Regions from separate parts of the Anas platyrhynchos genome. Here region 2 is linked to region 1. The links are chromatin contacts, called in public Hi-C maps. All regions are on one chromosome and are shown on one strand. The core of a region is the stretch at or near the end of the contact, and the rest is flanking DNA. Distances in the headings are between cores, read along the strand shown. Region 1 holds the start of ADAM17 (ADAM metallopeptidase domain 17). Region 2 has its middle 25 kb from the start of TAF1B.

Evidence for each region. Hi-C and Micro-C count contacts between places; a contact is called where the count stands out from the background.
Region 2: a contact with region 1 is called in a Hi-C map of subcutaneous adipose tissue, with 1.8 times the contacts expected there. The contact joins the enhancer-like site here to the promoter of ADAM17 in region 1. A contact is called at or near these places in 2 of 8 Hi-C or Micro-C datasets (liver and subcutaneous adipose tissue).

Annotation. Positions count from the first base shown.
Region 1 is chr3:104,956,330-104,960,154 of IASCAAS_PekinDuck_T2T, forward strand. It overlaps ADAM17 (ADAM metallopeptidase domain 17), which reads right to left and starts at 1,913. Exons shown (of 19, transcript XM_038177651.2): 1 at 1,684-1,913. The coding sequence starts at 1,792. It overlaps LOC106015289 (a long non-coding RNA gene), which reads left to right and starts at 1,837. Exons shown (of 4, transcript XR_002399529.4): 1 at 1,837-2,148; 2 at 2,225-2,281; 3 at 2,405-3,825.
Region 2 is chr3:105,069,929-105,073,885 of IASCAAS_PekinDuck_T2T, forward strand. No RefSeq gene overlaps it. Among named protein-coding and RNA genes, the nearest start is that of TAF1B, 25 kb to the right of the region's middle. Within about 2 kb of position 2,418, at least 5 of the 8 cell types and tissues checked have an H3K27ac peak or open chromatin away from gene starts, as enhancers often do.

The sequences.
Region 1 (3,825 bases), core at 663-3,162:
ACCCAGCACAAACAGAAGGTGCGCACACAAAGGTAACAAAGACCAATTAAGTCATGAACTTTTTCCTCATACTAAGAATTATTACACAGACCGAGATTTTCCCACTTGAAAGAAGAGCGTGAAGGAAATGAATAATTGTGCTCCACATTCACCACTGTTGGCAACAGAAACCACAGAAACAGACAATGTTCGGAAACAAACGGAAGAAAGGATATTTTCCTCCATGCATTACTTAATAAAACTGACAAACTCTTAGTCCAGGCGTGGTGGTACAGAGGCCAAAAATACAAAAGGCATCAGATAAAGCTCAAGTGGGTCCCTTAGAAGGCACGAAATCTCATGGTCCAAAATGCAAACTCTGCTTGAAGAAATCCCTAGGCCTGCCTGCAGTTGGAGGGATAAGCTGCATTTGTTGTGTTTGTCGCACTTCCTGGAACATCCACTGCTTCCTACCCCTACCTGCTTCCTGCAGTGACTAATTGCTGTGGCCTGCACAGAACAAAAAGTCAGCCTGAGGTGGGGGAGAGTGGGACCAAGGTACAGCCTGCATGACTGACATGATATCTGTCAAAGAGAGAGAAACAAAGAGAGGGGACTTGAAGCAGTCACCGTGGGCAGCACCACCTGGAGACATCACATCTGACGGGGTAACAAGCAACCGCTGCCTCTCACAGACACGTCTGCCAGTTCAGAGAGCCTTTTGCTCACCAGACAGAAGTTTGCAGCTTAAAATAAATGCTCAGGTGCAAAAGTAAGGTTACAGAAGTAAAATAGGAAGGCTATGTTCAGCTTTCTGGAAGTCACATCCAGCCCCAACAGCTTCAGGCTCTCTCTGCAATGGTGACTCTTCAACCAGAGCTACGAAGAGCAGCCTTTTACCTGATCATCCTGCTCTAGCATAACGCAGACTCCTGCAAGGAAAGCTCTTCAGCAGACCACCAGCATGAAGATAACACGGTCATCACCTCCCCAAAGAGGCCGACAGGCCCCAAGCACCACGCATCAGTGACACCTTCAGCTATGGAACAGTGCAGCCAGCAGGAGCAGGGAGGTGATCGTCCCCCTGAGCTCTGCTCTGGTGGGGCTGCACTAAGTGCTGTGGTCAGTTTTGGGATGATACAAGAAGGATGTCAAGGCCCTGGAGTGTGTCCAGAGAAGGGCTACGAAGCTGGTGAAGGGCCTGGAGCACAAGTCCTGTGAGGAGCAGCTGAGGGAGCTGGGGGTGTTTGGGCTGGAGAAGAGGAGGCTCAGGGCAGATCTTGTTGCTCTCTGCAGCTACCTGAAAGGAAGGGGTGGGGAGCTGGGGGTCGGCCTCTGCTCACAGGTAACCAGTGATAGGACTAGAGGGAATGGCCTCAAGTTGCGCCAGGGGAGGTTCAGGTTGGAAACGAGGAGATGTTTCTGTGGCCAGGCGCTGGGATGGGTGACACGGGGAGGCGGTGGCGTCCCCGTCCCTGGGGGTGCTCAGGGGGAGGCTCAGGGAGACCCAGTGCTTGGGGACACGGCGCAGCGGTGACACCGGCGGTCGGAGCAAGCGATCTGGAGCCCCTCTCCGTGCTCAACGCCCCTGCTGGGCACAGCCCCTCACGCTGTGTGCCCGACGGGTCCCGCACCCCCCCCGACCCCGACCCCAACCCCAACCCCGACCCCGACCCCGACCCCGAGGTCCCGCCCGCCCCTTACCGTAGCGCTGCCTCTGCGGAGGGCGCCCCAGCGCCTGCAGCTCGCCCGTTGCCGCCAGCAGCAGCAGCAGCAGGGCAGGGAGCAGCCCCAGGCGCAGCCGGAGCCCCATGGCTCCCCGCCGGGCTCCCCTCGCACCCAGCCCCTCACGGCCCCTTCAGGCCGCGCCGGGTCCCGCCGCCATCCTGGGCTCGCAGCCGGAAGCCCGCGCGGAGCATTGTGGGGCGGGCGGCGCCGCCATCTTAGGGAGCAGGGCGGGGAGAGGGGCCGGGGGGCGGGAGCGCGCTCGCTCCCTCACAAATACCTCATCCCTCCTGCCTTAGGGCTCCTCGGAGATAGTATTAGTGCTTTTTGGTGAACCTGAAGGGCTTTTCTAGTTTTGTGTGCTCCCGAGGGTTGTTTGCAGTGCTCACTACTAGCATGGGTCTGTGGGTTGTATATTTGCAAACAGCAGCTGTGCTAATAAAGGTGCACGAAGGCGGTGTGTGGGTTATGGCTATGCTGTGGTGCACCAGTTAATGCTGCCCTGGCCTTCTATTTTTAGCTGATGCACTTGGCAGAAATGAAGAAAAATATCACCTACCCTGCTTCTTGCCACACTGTACGTTAATTAACCTGAAACACTTACATAACCATGGCATATAATTACTCATTTTTTCACAAGGACAACCATACTGCTTAAAACGAGTGTTTGTCTCATGTTTTTGTTTGTTTTTGTCTCTAGTGATCGGAAGATAATAAACAGCTGGTGAAGCCTCCTGGGAATATGCTTGGAGTTTCCAACAATTTACATCTGTTGATTCCCAAAATCAGGGGTAGCATCTTGCTTGGCAGCTCGCAATGTATACATCCTCCAGAAATTCATCCAGATGACTCTCTGCTCCCTGTGAACTTGCAGTACATGCAACATCCTGCAGTAGGGCGCTCCGCAGTGTAGTCAATGCAGGAAGAATCACTTTCTTTGCTTTCAACCTGACACCTTGTGTCACTTTTCGGCTACTATTCTATGAACTTTTCCAGTTCTAGCATGTGCTGTTTGAGATGGTAGCGTTGAAAATGCATACAGTGTTCACGTTACAAACATACATTGGATTTAGAAAGTGGCATAACTATTCTGTGTGTTCTCAAAGTATTTCCTAAATATTTCTAACGTTTAAGACATTGTTGAATACTGCTAGGCACTGAGCTGCCGTCGTCCTAAATATACCTATTAAATTTCCAAGATTACACTCCTGAAGTGCAGGGGTCCGCTCAGTCATAATTACTCATAATTTTGAACATTTTTCCCCACTTGCGTCACTGAAAATCACTTTATTGCCAGTCACTGAAGGCCCAGTTCAGTTGCCCAGATCTAGGTGTCTAGCTCTACTTCAGGTGACCCAGGGTATCTCACTGAGGCTTCAGAAGGGCGTGGGACTCCATCAGATCCCCTGCAAGAACCATTAAGATGTCTCCCATGTGCAAGGGCGTGAGTGTGGGTAATTGAGCCCTGAGTATTTAAGGTCTTTTTGTAATTCTTCTCAGCCACACCTCTTCTTTTCTTCCATGAACAATGTGGTATGAGGAGGATTTGTCTTTTCATTCTTCACCTCCATATTCAAATTATTTACATATAAGGACACAGATATGAAGGATTATTGGTGACTTACTTTCACTGTGAAAAATTACTTTACTTAGTCTGTTTCCTATCTTGTAACCACATTTTGCTCCATGCAAGGATTTTCTCTTATTCCATGCATGCTAAGTCTCCTTAAGAGCCTTAGGTTAAAAAAAAAAAAAAAAAAAAAGTGTTGAAACTCTTTCAGAAACCTAAGCAAACTGTATCTCTCCCATCTCCCTTATCCAAGCACTTGTTGACATTTTCAGAAAATTCCATACCAAGCTTGAACACAAGATTTCTCTTTACAAAAGCAATGTTGACAAAACCCGTATTGACTTTTCCCTAGAAAAACCCTATGGGTTTTTCCCCTACCTGCTCATGTATGCATTAATTCTAGTTGCTACTAATACCTGTAGTGCAGGTATCAGTTTTTGTATGATGTAACATTTGATACAATCCACTCCTTAGATGCCAAGAAAGTTTTAGGCAAGAAGTTACATCACAGTTAGAATTTCAGTTATTGCATCCTTGAGTTTCTTGGATGA
Region 2 (3,957 bases), core at 1,168-3,667, 110 kb after region 1:
ATTTGTGTGGGTTTGGAGGTCCCCAGAACCTAACCTGCTGTTTTACTGAAATGTTTCCACCAGACTTGCCAGGGATGCAGACACAGGGCAGGAGGGCACAGTGTTACGTGAGAGAGCTTTTGCATTTGGGTGGACACATCCTTCTGGCAAGGGAAAACCATCCAGAGGAGAAATCATTCACTGTTCCACCAGATTACTCATCTCAGGTTCAGTTTTTAAGTGCTAAACATAGACTTAATGCAGCGGAAGACACAAACTGGGTTCTTCTGCAACCTGAGAAGAGGGAGAAGATACGGCACAAGGCCCTTCAGAAGAATCATGGCAGATGAAAGTGCAATTCATACAAGTGGTGCACATGAAGATCACGTGGAAGAAATGATTCTCAGAAAGACATGAGTGAAGGCAGAGATGCTCACAGCTCTCTGAAGAAGGTGCGCCCTATTGCCCTTGGTATGCAGCAATGTGGAGGCTCTTAGCATGATTTAAATAAGAGTGGGCTCACATCATATTGGCACTGTATAACCAAGGTCAAAGGCATCACAATTTGGCTGAGATAAAATATTCAGTTGTGTCTCTGTGACAGCTCGATGAGATACCAGATATATAATAGCTTGAAAGGAGACAATTCACATTTACTACAGCAGTCATAAATAAATTACTAACCAACAAATATTTATAATATTAAAATATTTCACGATGCATAAACAACAACTCACAAGTAGTATAAATCATATTTCACAACGATTACAAGTGAGTTAATCCTTCATACTCAAGGAGTGATTTTTTTTTTTTTCATGCAATGAGTGAAAGAGCTGTTAGAGAAAAGGGTAGGTGGTTTGTGCCAGGACACCATTGGGTTGTTTCTGCTTCAGCTCTGAAAATTTTTAGAAGAGTAGAAGGTGAAATTGTTCAGAGGAATCGTTTTGCCCCAAGGATGCTGTACTGGGGCAGGTGGCCGCAGGACGAGGTAGCACGTGCTCACCCTGAGCCCTGCTGCAATTTTTGTCTATTTTCTTCTGGGGCCATCGCTTGTGAGGCCACGTGGGCAGCTGGATGGAGAAACTGGTTCAGCTGAAAGTTGAAACTAACTGGTTTTGGCTAAAAGTTGCTGTGGTTTTGGCAGCTGTGGCCATTGTTGTTGCAAAGCCAAGAAACTAATGGAAATACTAAATTCCAAATTATGCTCGTTCTTAGAAGTTTGCATAGGGATATCTGATAACTTTGCAGCAAGTCTTTAGGGTCTTGAGAAAGGTATTTAAAGGGAACATAACACTGAGATGGAGAAGGAACTGCGTTTAGAAATACACACCAGTCAGGCTCCCTAGGGATGTTCCTCGTCTCTTTTTCCTCTCCAATTGCACAATATCACATAATACATAATCCCATAGTACATGCAGCCTGCAATAATATACATTAATAATCAGCAGCACTTATGGTGTTAGACATCTTCAAAGCTGTCTACAAACCTTAGCTAATTAATCCGTCTCAAGACCCCTTGGCTAAGCATAATTATGCTGGAGAAGCTGAAAGGTTAAAGGAGTTACTGCAGGATGGGGATAACAGAGGGCTGAGAGCTCTGACCCCATGCTTTTCCTTCTCCTTACACACCATGGGCTATCATACATCAGTAAAACCAACAAAAAGTTAAGCAAAATATAAAGTTTTTCATGTGGCCCTTTGGAGTGACCTGTTGTTGCTCATCATGTTGTTCCCTGGGAGCAAGTTAGAGACCCTAAAGTGACAATAAAACTATTCCCCTGCTCAGCACCACTGCTAATATTGCACATGTGAACCACAACATGAAACTTCAGCAGTTGAATCCCACCCAAAGCCTGGAGTCCTGCTTTGGATTAGGTGTTCGGCTTTGCACCTGGTCTTAGGGAAGGTCTGAGCCCATTCCCAAAGCTGGCCAAAGCAGCTCTTTCTCTCTTTCTGGAAGCACCTCCATGTGTCTACAGATATTTGTCAATTGTGTTTGATGAAAAACACCTGCTTGATGCTTTTTAGCCAAAACTTTCCTGTTCGTGCAGATAGACAAATTCAAGATCGTATTTTATACCATCTGCACGTCTGCTTTGCTGAATTCCTTGCTCTGGAAGGAAAGGATACAAGATTTAATATCACAATTTGAAGGGAAGGCTTGGAGTTTCCAGTCTGAGTGATTTTATCTAAACTTTCTCTTCATACTTATGTTTTTGGTTTGTTTTTTTTTTTTTTTAAAAAACGAAACAAAACAAAACTACCACAGAGCTGTTGTGTGCCGACATTTGTCACTGCTCAGGATGTATCTGAGCAGGACTTTTCAGACTTGCCAGGAGCAGAACTGCAGATCTGAGCTAGGGAGCTCAGCACCACTGAGCAGATCCACGTGCAGCATCTCCAGTGCCAGTGCCCCTGCATCATCCAGCGGTCAGATTTTCAAGGGTGTTTCATCAGTGGGAGCAAAGGGTGCTCAGTTCCTTCAGACGGTAAGCAAAAATGTGTGCAACAAAGGCATAATTAACAGATGAGTCATTCATTCTCATTTTTCTGTGGCAACATCGGTGCTGCTCAGTCTGGGGGTAGACGGTAGTTATAACCAACTGCTAACGATGCAAAATCCATCCATCACGGTCACCTCCTTCCCTCGGGGAAGCAGCAAGGGAAGGAGGGCGAGGAAGCTGGAACAGATAAGCACTGTAAGACACCCCCCAGTTGAGCAAAACACCGAAATACAGGCGCTGCAGTCATGCTGACTTCAGCAAGCCCTGCTCACGTGGAGAAAAAAAAAATAGAGCAAGGCCTTGCACACTTAGCATCAGCAAAATGCCGGTTTATTAAGATAACCAGGCCTAAGGGAAAAAATAAACAAAGTTCTTTAACTTGTTACTTGCATAATCCCCCATGCCTTTTGGTTCTGCCTGTGGTCTCGCACCCGGCTGGCGGTGCCGTAACTCCGGGGCTTTAACGGCGCTGGTCGAGGGACGGGGCCGAGCCCACCGACCGAGCTCTGCTCCAAAAGCACAGCATAAGGTTTTATAATCAGCTTTTTATTAATTCCTGCTCCGAGGTGCCTGGTTTCAAATAAGAAGGCTTCTCGTTTTCTAGCCCACATACCGAGTATCTGATGGATGATCAGTATTTTTCTTGACTATGGCAGATCGAATCTCTCCCTGGTGACACTTTGCTCCTGCCAGCAGATTAATCCCAGGAATTAGTTTAATCTATTACCTTTGGTTTCATTTTCCCTGAAATGTTTGTAAAAGAAGATAAATAAGGACAAAGCAATGCGGAGATAAAGCCAACACACAAGCCAGACTAAAAATAACCTGGCAAGCTGTTCTCACTGGACAGTATAAATATTCCTTTCAGGTTAAAAATATTTCTTTGAGGATGCAGAACCCTTAAAAATATAATAGGTCTTGGACAATGACACTTCCTCCCAGCCGGCCCAGGAGCGTGTTTTTGCCGGTAAAGGATATGCTCTGCTCTGCAGAGGAAACCGGTGCTGGCCGGCCTCACCATGGAAACTCCAGTCCTGGCTAAAAAAAGACCAATTTATCTACCGACAAATATCCTTACTTTTGGAATAACAGCAATAACAACAACAAAGAGCGGCGGGTGTTAACGTTGTCAGTGTTCGGGGACTCGTTTTGTCCCGCTGCCCCTGCCAGAGCACCCGGGCACCGCGGGTGACCAAGCGCTGCGCGATGACGACTGCACACCCACCCCAAAAAGAGCACAGAGGAGGGAAGGGTCAGTCACAGCAATCAGCAAGCTGGTGATAAAAGAGCAGCCAGAAATATCACGCCGTCTTTCCTGTGTCATCCCAACCGCCACAGCGAACCAGAGGTGATTTTACACAGGCTTTGTCCTCTCTGGAGGCAGGGTGCTTTTACATCAGTCCCGGCTACGATTTGACTTCCCCGCTGTGTTAGATGCTGGCACATCTGTGCGTGAGCCAAGGAGAGGGGCTGC